Linked DNA regions of Mus musculus: all the other regions are linked to region 2. A link is a contact called in public Hi-C and promoter capture Hi-C data. All regions are on one chromosome and are shown on one strand. Each heading gives the region's core, a stretch centred on a gene start, on an enhancer-like site or on the middle of the called end of the contact. The rest is flanking DNA. Distances are from core to core; before and after follow the strand shown. Region 1 holds the start of Etfdh (electron transferring flavoprotein, dehydrogenase). Region 2 holds the start of Nmd3 (NMD3 ribosome export adaptor). Region 3 holds the start of Gmps (guanine monophosphate synthetase). Region 4 holds the start of Dhx36 (DEAH (Asp-Glu-Ala-His) box polypeptide 36).

Region 1 (3,990 bases), core at 894-3,393, 9.9 Mb after region 2:
GCCTTTAATCCCAGCACTTGGGAGGCAGGGGCAGGCGGATTTCTGAGTTCGCGGCCAGTCTGGTCTACAGAGTGAATTCCAGGTCAGCCAGGGCTACACAGAGAAACCCTGTCTCAAAAACCAAAAAAACCAAAAACCAAACCAAACCAAAACAAAAGAAAAACAAAAGAAAAAAAAAGAAGACGAAATATTTTTAACAAATTATTCTTATATAAACTAATTTTATTTTTACCACCAATTACATGGTTAATATTTTTAAATATTTTAACAAAATAGTTTCTCAAGTGATACCTGGCATCAAGACAATAAATTTGAATGAAGTGGGGAAAAAAAAAACATTTGGAGTAGAAGTCTAATGTCTTGTAAATACTATACATTTCTTTTGATAATTTTAAAGAGGTAGGGAAACAAATCTTCCCTAGCTTGTTTTGCACATTAAAAAGTATTATATTGCTGGGCAGTAGTGGTGCAGGCCTTTAATCCCAGCACAGGCAGAGGCAGGTGGATGGAGCTCTGTGAGGTTGAGGCCAGCCTGGTCTACAGAGCCAGTTCCTGGGCAGCCAGGACCACACAGAGGAACTCTGCCTTGAAAAAAAATCAATCTATCAGTCGATGATATTGAAATACTTTATTAAGTCCAAGATTAAATCTTTTTTTTTTTACCCTAATTCACGGGGGAAAGATATTTATAAGTACTTATAGGCAAATTTGGTTGAGTTCAAACATACTATCATCATTTAAAAGGTATTTATTATACCCTGTAGTTTACCATATACAAGTTATCATTTACTTCTGAAAATTCATTCTATTATTTGTACAGCTACTAATTTGCTCGAGAACAGTTGGAACCGTGGCCTCTGATTCCCACCAGAGAATTTTAAAAAGGTATAACGTTTATTCCTTTGCTTAAACGAGCATGGTATCTCTCATGACCCATCTGAACATTTAGGCATAAAGACAGAGTTCCAGTAGAAAGCAAAGTCAGAGTCACTGAACACCGGATCAGCCATACACGACATACTTAGCACATTTAGTTGTCACCACTAGAGGTAACACTGAGTAATGAAAATGTAACAAATTAGCGTTTAAAGAAAAGTCACTGACTAGATCCAAGACTGCATCTAAATTAGACTGTAAACTGATGGCTCTCAAAGCATACCATCTTCTGTGGATAATAGATGCTTGGTTTGAATATACACCATATTGTTTAAACAAGTATACAAATACTTGTTTAAAAATCCCACAGCCAAATTAACTTCAGTAAAGATTTATATTAAGCCAGTTACAACAGAATTCAAGATCCTCTAAACTTCTGTTTGAACGAGGGGGTTGTTTTTAAGTAAAAACTTAAAACTATCCTGCAACTGCTTTAAGAAACACCCATAACAGAAACGCCTGGTGTTAACTCTGGATAATGCAGAAAAAATTCCGACTCCAGACATAATTGGTAATATATGAGTTAATACGATATGAGAGCTCAGACTTCAATTAAGATTAGACTATTATGGCTGCAAAGTCAGGTCAGAGCCAAGGCGAAAACCCACACAAGTTTTTCTTTCTTTCCCATTCCTAATAAGGCGGCAGATAATACCTGAGCCTTGAGGTAAAGATTAGGAGCGGCATTTGGGGGAACTCCACCGAGGGGGCAGTGTTGACAATTTTCTCTTCTCATGACCTTTAACCTAGATGATAATTCTGCCAACTGGGGCAACTCCAAGGTCGGTAAGGTAGGGTCGGCCACCAGGCGCTGACAGCATTGACCTTTGCCCTAGTTTAGCCTAAGACAATAGACAAGGAAAGAGATGCTGGCAGTACCCCGGGTGTGGCCCCAGTCTTGTTTTGTCCCAACTTATCCACCTTGCTCCTTCTGTCCCCACCAGGAGTTTCGTCTCACCAGGGCAGGACAGCTTGGTTAGTCGCACCAACATGTTCAAAGTGACCCGGAGACTTGACCAGATACAAAGGAGAGAGGCGTGGGTCTGCGGCTTGCCGAGGGTGCTGGACTTCTAGGCTACGAGGGGCGCCATCACCTGCCAAGAAGCCCCGACTGCTCAGCTTCTGTCAGCGTCTGGGCTCTGCCGACCGCCCTTGCTTCGCGGCGTACCCGCCCCTCTTCTGCTTTGCGCCGGCGCCACAGAGGACACGAAGGCCAGTAAGGTTTCCGGGTCACATACAAGCCAGGAAAAGGCAGAAGACTCCATCTCCCAGTCATCCTCAGCCAGGAACCTAGTGTGCAGAAGAGGCCGACAAGCTCTCGCGTGTGCGCATGCGCCCTAGAAGCATAGCGAGGCTGATTTGCTAGGCATTCTGGGAGTTGTAGTGTTTAGCTCCTGGAGCTGTGCGCAGGAGCCTGGTGACGCCTGGCTTGATATCTGATTGGCTGTCTGGAAAAAATGAGACGTACTTGGGGTCCAGGGCAGAGACAAACGAGAAGATGGGGCGGGACTCCGTGTGGGAGGAGGCGGAGCCTATGGGCTTTGGGCGCGAGCGGTCGAAAGGCAGTTGGTGAGGGTTCGGTTGCTTGATCCGGTCCAGTAGCCCCAGCTCACTCCCATGGCTGACTCTGAGGAGTTTCGGGCTTCTTCGCCGCCGCCGCCGCCTCCCTCATCTCCGTCGTCAGGCGCCTCTTCGTCGTCCCTCAGCATGCCAGTGAGTTTGGGCTGGCGGGATCCGAGCAGGAGTCCCGGTCCAACCGTGGACCCGCTGGAGCAAGTGGAGCTGCAGATCGGAGACGTGAGTGTCGCCGTTGCGGCTGAGAGCTGATTGCAGCTAGGGTGCTCCTGCCTGCGGTTCTTGGAGTTGAGGGCTAGCCTCGGCTCTCTCTTCCCGCATCTTTCTTTCCTTCTCCTTCTGCTAGCGGTCATCCGCAGCCCCGCTGCCAGGATCCTCTCTCCGCCTCCTCCCATCCCTCGGAGCACTTTGGGCGGTCATAGCTTGCCTCCTTGCCCATTGGTGCTTTCTAAGGGACTCGAGCTTGTGCTTCTAGTTGGCCACCAGCCCAGGGCCAGCTGGTGATGCTGTTGTGTGTCGCTTACTTGGCTCTGTGTTGGACTTGAGTGGACCAGGGCTAATCACAGCCGGCAGATGGATTTGATAGGACAGTTTAGAACAGAATCTTGCAATGCAAAAATTCTGTAAAGTTTTTGTTCAATCTCGAATTCCCAGAAATAACTTCCTGACCCCAACACGTATAACGCTGAGGGGTTGGAGGGTCACAGCGGCACTTTATTTATTTATTATTAGGTATTTTCCTCATTTACATTTCCAATGCTATCCCAAAAGTCCCCCATACCCTCTCCCACTCCCCTACCCACCCACTCCCACTTTTTGGCCCTGGCGTTCCCCTGTACTGAGGCATATAGAGTTTGCCAGTCCAATGGGCCGTTCTTTCCATTGAAGGCCGACTAGGCCATCTTTTGATACATATGCAGCTAGAGTCAAGAGCTCCGGGGTACTGGTTAGTTCATAATGTTGTTCCACCTATAGGGTTGCAGATCTCTTTAGCTCCTTGGGTACTTTCTCAAGCTCCTCCATTGGGGGCCCTGTGATCCATCCAATAGCTGACTGTGAGCATCCACTTATGTGTTTACAGTGGCACTTTATAAGGACTCTTTGAGAGGGAGAAAGGACTGAAGTATGTAGCAGACAATCTTCCTGGAGAGGGTTGTGGAATAACCACACAAAAGATTTGGAAACTAGAACTGGCTGACAGGTTTTTATTCTTTTGTCAAAAGAGATGGCTGAAGTATTAGTCCAGGTCCCTCCCCCCAAACAATACAGGTTACAAATAAATGTGAACAATAAATGCTGACATGATATAAAAAAAGTGTTATTTTATATTTTTTGGTGAAGAAAGCATTTGATTTAAAAGTGAGTTTTTCATAGCTGTGTGTGATTTTAGATGTTCTGTCAGCTCAGCTTAGAGTATAAGTTCTTTGATTTTATTATTTATTTACTTATTTATAGCTCAAAAATAAGTGTTCATGGGTG
Region 2 (3,957 bases), core at 8-2,507:
TTACTGACTCAGCCATCTCCCCAGCCTCCAACGCTAAGGCTTCTATTGGAGTTCTTAGGACTCTCATGTATAGAATCATAGCATCTGCAAATAAGAATATTTTGGTTTCTCCCTTTCTTATTTGTATTCCCTTTATTATTTCCCTTGTCTTACAGCCCTAGCTAAAAACTTCCAACACTCTATTAAAAGTGGAGAACATAAACACCCTTGTCTGTTTTAGTAGAAATTAGGCATATCTTTAAAAAACAAGTAACTAAAGTTTATACTGTAGTTACATTTCCATGTTCATTATAAATGTCTTATAAAACACAGATGATTGTGTGGAGCTGGAAAGGTGGTGGCTCAGCAGTTAAGAACATCTGCTACTCTCTCCCAGGACCAGAAGAGCTTGGTTCTCAGCCTCTGTGTTGGGCAGTTTCAAACCACCTGTAACTCCAGCTCCGGGGCGTCTGACACCTCTTCGGACCTTAGAAATGCTAGGGTCTTCCTTTTGACATCAGTTTCGGTTACAGTTGCGGATTTACCTGTTTTCATCTATTTTGTGGATCCACTTCTGAGAAAAATATGTTTCAGATGATTTCTTTAAGAATAATACTTTTCTTTAATGAAAAACATTTTATATTTTCTGCTTACTATTAAAAGTACAGTGTTTGCAATATAATAGAGAGTTTTCAGTTTTTCTTTCTTTTCTTTTTCTTTTTGCATCAACTGTTTAGTAAACAGCGATTCGATACTCTTAAGTTGTCCATGGTGATATTTACAGTGGCCATGTTTCTTTAGAAAGATCCATGTATTTTATGTATTTGAGTGTTTGGCCCGCATGAATATATATGCACCAAGTTTGTGGTTGGTGGCCTCAGAGTTAAGAGGGCGGCAGATCCTCTCCAAATGGAACTCTAGACGTCAGTGAGCCCACCCTGTGAGTGCTGGGAATTGAACCCAGGTCCTTTGTAAGAACAACTGCTTTTAACTGCTGAGCCCTCTCCCCAGGAGCTGAGAAGTGCATTTTAAAGATACGGGGGCGGGTGGAACGGTGAGCCTATCACAGACACCAAACTGTTGTAATCACTGTCCCGAGCCTGCTCAGCTCGCCCGGTCTCCCGTATCCCCACCCACTCACTCCATAGGCCCCGCCCCTTGCTACACGTGTATTCTTTGACCCCGCCCACCCGTCCCCTTCTCCCGCACCCTTCAGCACGCGGGATTTCCGGTTCTCCTATCGCGAGATCTTCGTAGGTGTGTAGCGCGGCTGAGGTAGCCGGTAGTGCGTCCTGGCCGGCGGGTTGCCCGCTGTGGGTGTATTTCGCCCTGTCACGGAGCTGCTGGTAGGTTCTGGGTGGGAGACCCGGCTCCTGCGCCAACAGCGGCCAGACGAGGGAGCGAGCCGGGCCCTGTACCCGGGCTGCGAGCGGCCCGCACGGGCGCCGGGGCGTGGGTGTGGGGCCGAGGCCGGCCGCATGCGGAGCCGCGGCGCGGAGGAGGGCGGAAGGGCCGTGCTGGGCGGCGGCTCGCGACCCCCGGGCTTGTGTGCCGCACGCATGGCTGTCCCCGAACTCAGGAGACTCGACCTGATGGATCCAAGTCTCACCGGTCCTTCCCTCCCCTTGATAGGTCGCGCGCGAACCATGGAGTACATGGCAGAGTCCATTGAGCACAGCCCGGGACACATGTGAGTTGCGAGCCCGCCCTGATCGATCCCTTGGCGTCTGCAGATCGTAAAATACCGAGAAAACGGTTAACGCTAGCAGGAGAGGTCCTTTTCTCGGTGGGAGAAAACGGTTGGGTCTTGATCGCATAGGAAGTCTACCCCATTTTAAGTCCGGTGTAGAAAAAAATGAGTGCTTTGAGAAGACGTCCTCCTAGAGGGGCACGAGTGGACGTGTACGGTTGTCACCCGGCTCCTCTGTCGTGCTAGCCACATGGTATGCGGTGCTCACGTGCAGCTAGTGGCCACCACTGGAAGATTATCTTAGTTTTCTTTGGGCAGCCGTGGGCCACGGTGGCGGAGGTTCACAGACTTTTTCTGCTGTTTCGTTGAAATCTTACTTTCGATGGAGCCAGTCCTGTTAGATTGGCCCTGGAATTCACTCTGTAGCCACGGCTGACCTTGAGAGCCTTGTCCCTTCAGCCTTAGCCTCCCAAGTGCTGCGATTATGTCAGGCCTGCTTCACAAAATTTTTCTGCCTCCAGTACACTATAGAGTTATACTCCTGTAGCTTAGAGCATCGGTAGGCATAGGTGCTCTTCTTGTCCTGTATTTTTGTCTATTTCTCCTTTTAAAAATTACTTTGTAACATAAAATACAGGGTTTCATTATATTTTCATGTATATAGGAGGGTCCGCATATTTAACATTGTACAGCGTTCATATTTACCCTACCATTGATCTTCCTTAACCCTCCTACCCCCTCACAGGTCCCTTTCCTTTCCTTAATAATCTCCTTTCTGTTTTCATGGAATACGTACATTTTCCTTTACTGTTCATTGTGGGTCCCTGTAAAGGGGGCCTGTTCGCATCTACGCATTGTAGATGCTCAGAACAAAGGGGGCACCCACTAGCCGAGTCAGATGCAAGAGAAACGAGAAACGGATCTTACATATATTGTTTGTTTCTCTTTGTTGTTTATTTTTGCTTTTGAGACAGTCTTACCATGTTAAGTCCTGCTTACCAGGAACTCATAGAGAGATCTGTCTGCCTCTGCCTCTGCCTCGCAAGTGCTGGGTAAAGGTCTGCACCATCACACTTGGCTGTCTTTTGTTTATATTGTTGAATTTATGTGCACATTAGTGTTTGCTATTGTTGTTAGACTATTTGCATTGCTAATTTCTTTTTTTCTTAGTTTTCCAATTTTAAAGAAGAGATGAGGGACTAGGACATTTCTATCATTGCATGAAGTTCATTAGCATGACAAAGTCGCACAGTGCCCTCTTTAAGCATTTTCAGAATTATGGCCCTTTGATTTTTGCCGATGTTTCAGGATTCTTCTTCACTCTGTCTTTAAGATTGCCTTTTTCCCCTCTTCGAGACAGACTCTCATGAAGCTCTGGCTGGCGTGAGACTCACAGATCTGTGTGCCCTGCTTCCTGGTTGTTAAGACGAAAAAGATTTCCCCCCACACCCCACTTGTCTTTTAAAAACAAATCAACTTATTTTATTCGTGAGTGTATGTGTGTGTGCTAAGTGCATGTAAGAGGCCATGGACATCAGAAGAGTGGTAGACTCTCCTGGAACTAGAGTTACAGATGGTTGTGAGCTGCCTCTTGTGTGCTGAAAATTGACCCCAGTTTGCTATAAGAGCTGGAAGCACTTTGACCCATTAAGTGTCTCCTCCCCCACTTTAAACAGTAGAATCTTGAAGGCTTTGGCTTGGTAGGGGTTTTTTGTTTGTTTGTTTTGTTTTGTTTTTGACTAGTAAATGTATAAAATCTAATTGGAAAAAATCTGCTTTATTTTCTCAAGCTTGTGCTGTGAATGTGGTGTCCCAATTAGTCCAAATCCTGCCAATATTTGTGTGGCCTGTTTACGAAGTAAAGTTGACATCAGCCAAGGTGTTCCAAAGCAGGTCTCCATTTCTTTCTGCAAACAGTGTCAGAGGTACAGTACATTACTACTTGTTTAGCTTCCTTAAGTTGGTCTTCATACAGAGAGCCACTGTGTTATGCTGAGATTACTCTGAAGTATACGGAATGAAACGTGCTGTTGAGTGTTAATTTTTACCTAGTTGATGTTACCAAGGATATAATAATTTGCAGTTTTATGCTGTGCTTTCTACTGTCCTACTAATCTGGTAAGGATAGAAAAAATATTTGTATAAAAGTGAGATACTGAATCTGACAGTAGAAGACGCCTTCTGAGAGCTGATGCATTCTTTCTTCAGTTTCGTTCCTTTAGTTGTTGGCTACATCTGTTTACATCTATCCATATGTCTAGTGAGAGACTTAAACCTTGTCAGTGAAT
Region 3 (3,846 bases), core at 1,228-3,727, 5.7 Mb before region 2:
TCTATAGTATTTCTTGAGGTCTTGGATAGCAGTTCCTCCATCATTGCTATTTTTGCTCAGAATTAGTTTGGCTGTCTGGAATCTTACATGGTTCTATAAACCATAAAGTTTTTTAAAGCAATGAGAAATGGATCTATGCTTGGATTGTAATTCATCCAATGAATAAAAGGCAGAGAAACAATTTTGTTTGCAAGCTAAAGCAAGATTAGAAAAGGCTACAGAGGCTGGGAATGAAAGCCCCAGATTCCATTCTTAGTATGTTAACAGGAAAGAAAATTAGAAGAGGCTATAAGCTTCAACCTAGAATACTCTCCCTGGGAATTCAGACCTGATACAGAGGTAAGGGAGAGGCTGCAGCGAGCTGAAGATGCTCTGAGGGTCAAAGTGTTCCCGCCCTCAAAAGATATTCTCAAAGCCATGTCAAAAGTATGAATGAGAAAGCCTTTAGAACAGATTATTCTAAGTCCCAGCCTTTGGGCTACTCTATCTTCGGCCTGGTAGAGGCAGCCTTTAGACTGCTTCAGCTAATACACTATCACGGAGAAAAGATGTTCTTGATGGATAAACTCTGCCCTAATTGCAGAAAAAAGTCTCCTTTAATGATCAGGTTTAGAGGTATTGTTTTCATAAAGAAATAAATAACTGGATATAATCATAGGCCAGTTATTTTGTGGAATGTGTCTTTAATTGATGTTCCTTTCTTTTATGAATTTTAGGCAGAACTACAGTAACATTCTCCTCATTTTATTTAGACCATCAAGTGAGACATGACACTGACCTACTGTACTATTTGTGATATTCATATTGATCACTCAAGAAAGGCTGACTTGAGGCACTTCTAAAGTTGCTAAATTTTGTAAGATGTGGTAGCATATACACTTGGGAGGCTCATGCAGTTGGATCATGTCTAGTTCATAGCTATCAAGGGTTAACAGTGAAACTCTACTCAAAAACAAGCAAAGACAGAAAAATTTGCTATTTTACATTGCATAAGTAATAATGTGGGAAGATACTCTGTGACAGTATAAATAAAACTTGCTTCTTATCTTCCACTCTTTAATTTTAGCATCTACTAATATTTCATGTCCTAATTTACTATTGTTATGATAGCTGAAAATGATTCTTTAACATTTCCAGCTTTTATTACTTGATAGTTTATCATAAATCCTATCTGTGTCCTTTATCATCCACAGCAGTTCTCCTTTCCTGTCTTTTTCTATGTGTCCTAGGCTGGCCTCCAACTCACAGGGATGCACTAGCAAGTGTTAGGACACCAATGACACCTGGCTTCTTCCTTCACATCAGCCATTCTTTTTTGCTGTTGCTTGCAAAAGTTCTTATTTCATTGTGTGTGTGTTGGGGGGGGGGGGGTTATGTGTACATGTGTTTATAGGCACTGAGGCCATGGGAGGATGTTGGGTTTTCTTTTTTCCTTTCCTTTCCTTTCCTTTCCTTTCCTTTCCCTTTCCCTTTCCCTTTCCCTTTTCCCTTTTCCCTTTTCCCTTTTCCCTTTTCCCTTTCTTTCTTTCTTTCTTTCTTTCTTTTCTTCTTCTTCTTTTTTTTTTTTTTTTTTTTTTTTTGAGACAGGGTTTCTCTGTATAGCCCTGGCTGTTCTGGCACCAGAGTGAGAGAGAGAGAGAGAGAGATCAAGAGCCTCTGAACATTTTTCTTTTAATTACTTTCTTTCCTTATTTTTAAAAATCTGAGCCGGGCGTGGTGGCGCACGCCTTTAATCCCAGCACTCGGGAGGCAGAGGCAGGCGGATTTCTGAGTTCGAGGCCAGCCTGGTCTACAAAGTGAGTTCTAGGACAGCCAGGGCTATACAGAGAAACCCTGTCTTGAAAAACCAAAAAAAAAAAAAAAAGAAAAAAAAATCTGGCCTGGAACTAAGATGTGCCTGCCTCAGCCTCCAGATTGCTGGGATCAAAGGTGGTGACTGGCTACCATACATTCTTACAAAAGAAAAAAGAAACAGACAAACAAAAACTAAACAGGCAATCAAATAAATATAATTTCTTCAACAAGGTAGGCTCTCTGAGGAATCTACAGCTTATTGTTAAAAAACAGAGGTGATGGCACACACCTTTAATTTTAGCACTTAGGAGTCAGAGGCAGCTGGATGTAACTTTGAGGCTAGCCTGGTCTGCTGAGTGACCTTATTTAGAAAAACAACAAAACCAAAATAAAACAAAAAAAAACCAGAAAAATTGAGCCACTATTTGTGACACGGTGAATCCATTACTTAAATGTATCTTGCAGTTTATAAAAACTTGAAGTTTGAGGTGGTATGTAGCCACTACTTAATTATTGTCAGCTATCACATCCAGTTCTATTGCCCAGACTGGGGGCATGGCTGATGCTTTCCTTTCTGGTAGGTTTGGTGTTATCTTCCCGGGGTGACGACGAGGGCGGGGCTTGCATGGTCCCGCCTCTAAGAGGCGGGGCCGGTTAGAGGAGGTCGGGCGGAAGCTGGAGGCAGGGCCTGCGCGCGCTTCTGTGTTCTGAGGCCGCTGTTAGGTTCCGGGCTGCTCTTGTTCTTCACGCTTCTGCCGGTCCCGGTGTTGAGCCTCTGGCGTCCAGGCCTTGCCAGCAGTCTGCACCCGCGGCGTTGGTCCCCGATGGCCCTGTGCAACGGAGATTCCAAGGTCAGTCTGTGATTGGCGTCTCTGCCGCCCTCCGGCAGCGTGAGCGAGACCTGGGGGTCCGTCCGTCTCCCTCGGCCGGGTCAGTGGCGCTCTACATGTGTCAGCCCGGCCTGCGGCGCGGCTTTATTGCATCCGAGGCGCTTTGTTGGCTTTGCTAGTGAAGCATCGAGTTCCAGCGGAGAGGCGACCTGGCTGTGGGCCGCGATTCTTGGGGACTTCGGGGCCCTTCAACCGCAGGGCAGGGTCGGGGCCTCGCCTGCGGCGGTCCGGCCAGGCGGGCCTGTATTCTTTCCAGCCTAGTGCAGGCCTTTCTGACTCTATTGACCACAGCTTCTGTTCCTGGGCCCAGGTGTGCTTCTCACCCTCTTCTCCCGCCATCCTCGGAGGGGTAGAGTTAAAGGTTCTGCTCCTGCGCACTCTGTCTCGTGTATTACGTGCTAGTTTTCGGGGACATTTTCCCGCCTTTGGGGCCTTTTCTTGGGAGCCAGGTTCTCCACGGGTGCTGGAAAAAGTTAACTGCGTTAGCCAAGACGCGAGAGCGTTGGGCCGTTGATGCCCGTTTGTGGCTTCCAACTCCCAGCCTTAGACATCGTTCTTAATTGCCTGGTCTGAATTGGTCCCCTTTCCCTTCCGACCTAATCGTCTTTGACCTGGAGAGCTTTCTGACCTTCACAAAGTCAGTTTTGTCATCGAGAAACTGCGGTGTTGGAATATAATTTACTTTAGCAAGGTGTACATCACGCTTGTGCATGCTTGTGACCTAGCTTTAGCAATCTGGTTAAATTTCTCTTCGGGTGTATGAAACTCCAAACTTTTGGATAGCTGTTCTAGAGCCAGGAATAATTTCTGCCCTTGCAAACATGGAGCTTAAGTGTCACAAACTCGCGAATGGCTGCTTAATATGTAGGAATCATTCAAAAACCTGTGTTGAACAAATGAATAAACATTATTAGGTAGCTCCTATATTTTCAAACCTAGGCACCTGTCATGGTCTGAAGAATAAGTCTCACCTTACAGTTTTGTACATTTGTCTTTAATTTTTAATCTTACAACTCACTGGAACTCATCTTTATGGTGGATGAGTTCGCTGCGGTTTTATAGAACCTACTGCGATCTAGAAGAATATTTTCACAAAATTATTTCAGTATTTTTTCAACATTTTTTAATTATTATTTTGCTTTTTTTTTTCCGATACAGGGTT
Region 4 (4,018 bases), core at 1,507-4,006, 7.2 Mb before region 2:
TCTAGTTTTCAGCATCACCAGCAAACCTACTGGCAAGTGCTCCATTTCCTCGTCTCCAGAATTCGACTGCCTGCCACTATCAATTTCCATGCCCTTCTCCCCACCTCTGGGTATTCCACCCTTGAATTTTCTCCCCGGTCTTCTCTTCCTCTAATTATGTGTTGCCCACTTTACAGCTGGAATGACCTACATGGCGAGTAACGCTGGCATCATGTGTAAGTCTGTTAGAGAAGTAGACTCTCTGGCTCTGTCCGGTCATTTACTTTAACTAGGTGCCAGGTGAATCCTATGCATATTCAAGTTGGAGAAACAAGATAGGTCTACTTCAGAACTAGGCCATTCTTTTCATTATGTACCCTCATTTCAATAGTATCCACGGGCCCTTGCAATGCCAAATGCTAAATCTAGTGAAGATGTTTCTAGGTCATCGTCTCTCATAGACCCCTTAATGTCAAACGACCCTTTCACAGGAGTCTCGTAAGCCCACTGGAAAACACAGACATTTACATTACACTTATAAGAAGAGCAAAAAAAAAAAATTACAAAACAGCAACCAAATAAATTTAAGGCATGTGTGTATGGGGGTGGGGGGTGTCACCAAAACATGAGGAACTGTATTAAAAGGTCACAGAATTAGAAAGGCTGCGAAGCCTTGCTCATCCAGAAGCCCTCACTTGTAGCCCAGTAACGGCTAACTATCTCTATCTTTTAAGATCCTTTCATTTGACTAGAAAGCCCATATCCTCCTATTTAGTAACATAGCATTCTGTCTATGGCCCTTAGCACACATCATCTCTATAAATTAGGTACTATAATAGTAAGTTTGCCATACACATATATGGAAAGAACTATGAGGACCCACTGGAGTATTTTCATCTGCAAGCATGAGGCTTGTTTGAATGTAAAAGCGATGGAAATTCTAGGATAAAAATCTTATCAAGCCAAAAGTGCTGAAAAGAATTATACCAATTGAAAACCATGTTTAGAGATAATTCAAAGACTCGTTTTAGAGAGGAAAATGGTAAAAAAAAAAAAAAAAAAGTAATAAGGAGCAGAAATCATAAATGATTACATCAGCCTCAGAGCTTGAGCTGGGAAAAATCAACCCAAGGAGGGTTACAGGTTACAGCCAGATCACATGGTTCCCAGGCAACACCAATGAGAGGCAGAAGCTGCATGGCTTCAATAAACAAGTTGGGAAGTAAAGAATAAAATGATCTAAAGACCACTTAAGGAATCACGTTTTAAGAGACCACAATGGGACTGGGGTGGGCGGCTATAATTCAAATAACAAGTTAAGAGGTCTGACCCATACTTGCTGCAGAGATAAGCAAGAAAGCAGAGCAAACAGATTTCCCAAAATGAAAAGAGAAAAATCAATGCTCACTTCCACATGGCAGGTGAATAAACAACACTGGCATTTGCTAAAGTGGAAGTTTGGGGATGGGACTGGGATCAAGGGGTCAACTAATAAAAAAAGCCTAGCCCTGAGGTGTGCACATATGAAATCCCAGCACTGGGAATGAAAAGAGGACTAGGAGTACAAGGTCAGCCTGCACTATGTAGCATCAATATCCAGGGCACAAGTTACGTGTGTCCTGTGTATATCTGGAAAGATCCGCTTATTGAACTTATTTGTTTAGGTATTTCTTTCCCCCTATTAGAATGCAAAGGTCTTTAGCATTCAAAAAAGCATGTATGAAACAGTGTCCAAACACTTAAAGATTCTGCGCAATGATGGAGTTACTTAGACCAGGTCACTCAAAAACCATTATGTTTGCTGGGTTGGTGGTGCACACCTCTAATCTCGGAGGTAGGTGGATCTCTGTGTGTTCAGGGCCAACCTGATTTACAGAGCAGGTTCAGAACAGCCAAGGCTACACAAACCCTGTCTCAGGTAAAACAAAACAAAACAAAACAAAACAAAACAAAACAGACAACAAAAACACGATGCTTCCTATACTACAGGTCTTCAAGATACAAACCAAACTGACAATTTCCTGATGAAATTAGCCAAATACTTCTCTACAGCGTCTTCCTTTCAATAAGTCTTAAAAGAGGCGCTGCTAGTCAACAGAAAATTCAGAACAGAAAGGGAGAAAAAAAAAAAAAAAAAGACCAGCATATGACTCACTTTAATGCTAATACTATTACCTAAACTACTTTTTTCTCCAAGATCTACACACTTAAGACAGTGTTTTAATGCTTTTGTTGGCTGCTTCGGGGAAAAAACTTAAAGGTGACAGCAAGCATTCTAAATGATTGCATCCCCTAATAAGAGTCGGCTTGGCTAGAGTCTGAATTTAGCATTCACCCTCAGTTCAGTTCTCAAGTCCGTAAACAGAGCATGCATCGGCTGCAGCAGTGATGGCTTGGGATGGAGGCGCAACCCATCGGGTGACCCGTTACCCGGGGCTCGACAGAGGTTGCATCGAGCTCGAGCAAACGCCAGGGAGAGCAAACGCGTCCTGACGAGACCTCCATACCTCCTGCCTCTCAGCCTCCTTGTTCTTCTGCGTCTGCTTCTTGGCGTACCACAGGCCGATCTCGCGACCCTTAAGGTGTGCGGGATGCCGGCCCCGGCCGCCGCGGCCCCCTCCGCCGCCGCCCGAGCCCCGGCTCCCTCCGCCGCCGCCGCCGCTGGAGCCCTGGCCGGAGCCCCGTGGGCCCCCATCGCGGCTCCAGCTCTGATGATAGTCGTAGCTCATTGTCGGAGCCGACTAGCAGCTCTGCCAAAACTCAACCGCTGAAAATGGCGTCCGGGCCCGGAAGCGGGCGCACATTCCCCTCTGCTTTGCTTCCGGCGCCCAGCGCGAGAGGGCGGGACGTTGAGTGTCACAAGCAGACATTTCCGGTGACGTCACGGACGGCGCCAGCGGTGTGAGCCGCGGTTCGTGTTCTGGCCAGAAACTTAGCTCCTGGGTGGGCGTCCTTCGGATGGCGGGGAATTTAAACTAGCCTGAGAAAATGTGGAAATTTGAGTGAATTTTAATTACTTTGTTAAACCTAGAACTTATTTGCAAAGCCATGCAAATACATACCCAACAAAACCATCGACCATTGTGTACTCTGTCCTCAAAGACCAAAGAAGTTCTTATTTCTTAGAAAACGCCTGGCACCTCTTTCAGTCAAATATACGCACCCAAATACCTTCTTTAAAGACTCTCTAATACTAGGCTTGGAGAGACGGCTCAGCCGTTAAGAGCACTGACTGCTCCTCCTAGAAGTCATGAGTTCAATTCCTAGCAACCACATGGTTGCTCACAACCATCCATAATCAAATCCCATACCCTCTTTTGGTGTGTCTGAAAACAGCTATAGTAAACTCATATACATAAAATAAATAAATCTTAAAAAAAAAAAAAAACTTTAATCCTGGAACTTGGGTGTCAGCTCAATTGATAAGAGTGCTTGCCTGGCATGGTTTTAATCCCAAACAGTATAAACGGTGTTGTGGTGCAGGTATGCAATCTCAGCAAACAGCAGATGGAAGATGATAAATCAGAATTTGACCCTTAGCTGTATAATGAGTTTGAGGCTGTCATAGGTTACTTGTATCTAATCTGGCAGTTCCTCAGAAAATTAGAAATAGTTCTACCTGAAGACCCAACTATACCACTCTTGTGAATATATGAGAAGATGTCCTACCATACCACAAGGACATGTGCTCCACTATGTTCATAACAGCCTTATATGTAATTGCCAGAAGCTGGAAACAACCAAAGAATGGATACAGAAAATGTGGTTCATTTACTCAGTGGAATACTATTCAGCTATTAAAAATGAGGACATCATGAATTTTGCATGCAAATGAATGGAACAAGAAAATATCCTGATCATCGAAGTAATCCAGACCCAAATGGACATGCATGGTACGTACTCAATGATAAGTGGATATTAACTAAAAAAGTACAGAATACCTAGGATACAATCCACAGTACTTAAAGTTTAACAAGCAGAAAGGCTCAAATGAGGATGCTTCAATCCCACTTAGAAGGGGGAAGAAAATAATCATGGG

What was found. Promoter capture Hi-C pulls out the DNA fragments that hold promoters and counts their contacts. Hi-C and Micro-C count contacts between places; a contact is called where the count stands out from the background.
Region 1: a promoter capture Hi-C map of cranial neural crest shows a contact between it and region 2. The contact joins the promoter of Etfdh here to the promoter of Nmd3 in region 2. A contact is called at or near these places in 1 of 39 promoter capture datasets (cranial neural crest) and 2 of 484 Hi-C or Micro-C datasets (CD4 T cells and CD8 T cells).
Region 3: a contact with region 2 is called in a Hi-C map of muscle stem cells, with 4 times the contacts expected there. The contact joins the promoter of Gmps here to the promoter of Nmd3 in region 2. A contact is called at or near these places in 2 of 484 Hi-C or Micro-C datasets (CD4 T cells and muscle stem cells).
Region 4: a contact with region 2 is called in a Hi-C map of B cells, with 5 read pairs. The contact joins the promoter of Dhx36 here to the promoter of Nmd3 in region 2. A contact is called at or near these places in 3 of 484 Hi-C or Micro-C datasets (B cells, CD4 T cells and the G1E-ER4 cell line).

The regions. Positions count from the first base shown.
Region 1 is chr3:79,626,624-79,630,613 of GRCm38.p6, forward strand. It overlaps Etfdh (electron transferring flavoprotein, dehydrogenase), which reads right to left and starts at 2,144. Exons shown (of 13, transcript NM_025794.2): 1 at 1,895-2,144. The coding sequence starts at 1,928. 4930579G24Rik (RIKEN cDNA 4930579G24 gene) reads left to right here and starts at 2,456. Exons shown (of 2, transcript NM_029482.1): 1 at 2,456-2,733. The coding sequence starts at 2,554.
Region 2 is chr3:69,720,798-69,724,754 of GRCm38.p6, forward strand. Nmd3 (NMD3 ribosome export adaptor) reads left to right here and starts at 1,258. Exons shown (of 16, transcript NM_133787.2): 1 at 1,258-1,325; 2 at 1,612-1,669; 3 at 3,460-3,594. The coding sequence starts at 1,626.
Region 3 is chr3:63,973,666-63,977,511 of GRCm38.p6, forward strand. Gmps (guanine monophosphate synthetase) reads left to right here and starts at 2,478. Exons shown (of 16, transcript NM_001033300.2): 1 at 2,478-2,645. The coding sequence starts at 2,619.
Region 4 is chr3:62,504,232-62,508,249 of GRCm38.p6, forward strand. Dhx36 (DEAH (Asp-Glu-Ala-His) box polypeptide 36) reads right to left here and starts at 2,757. Exons shown (of 25, transcript NM_028136.2): 1 at 2,487-2,757. The coding sequence starts at 2,708.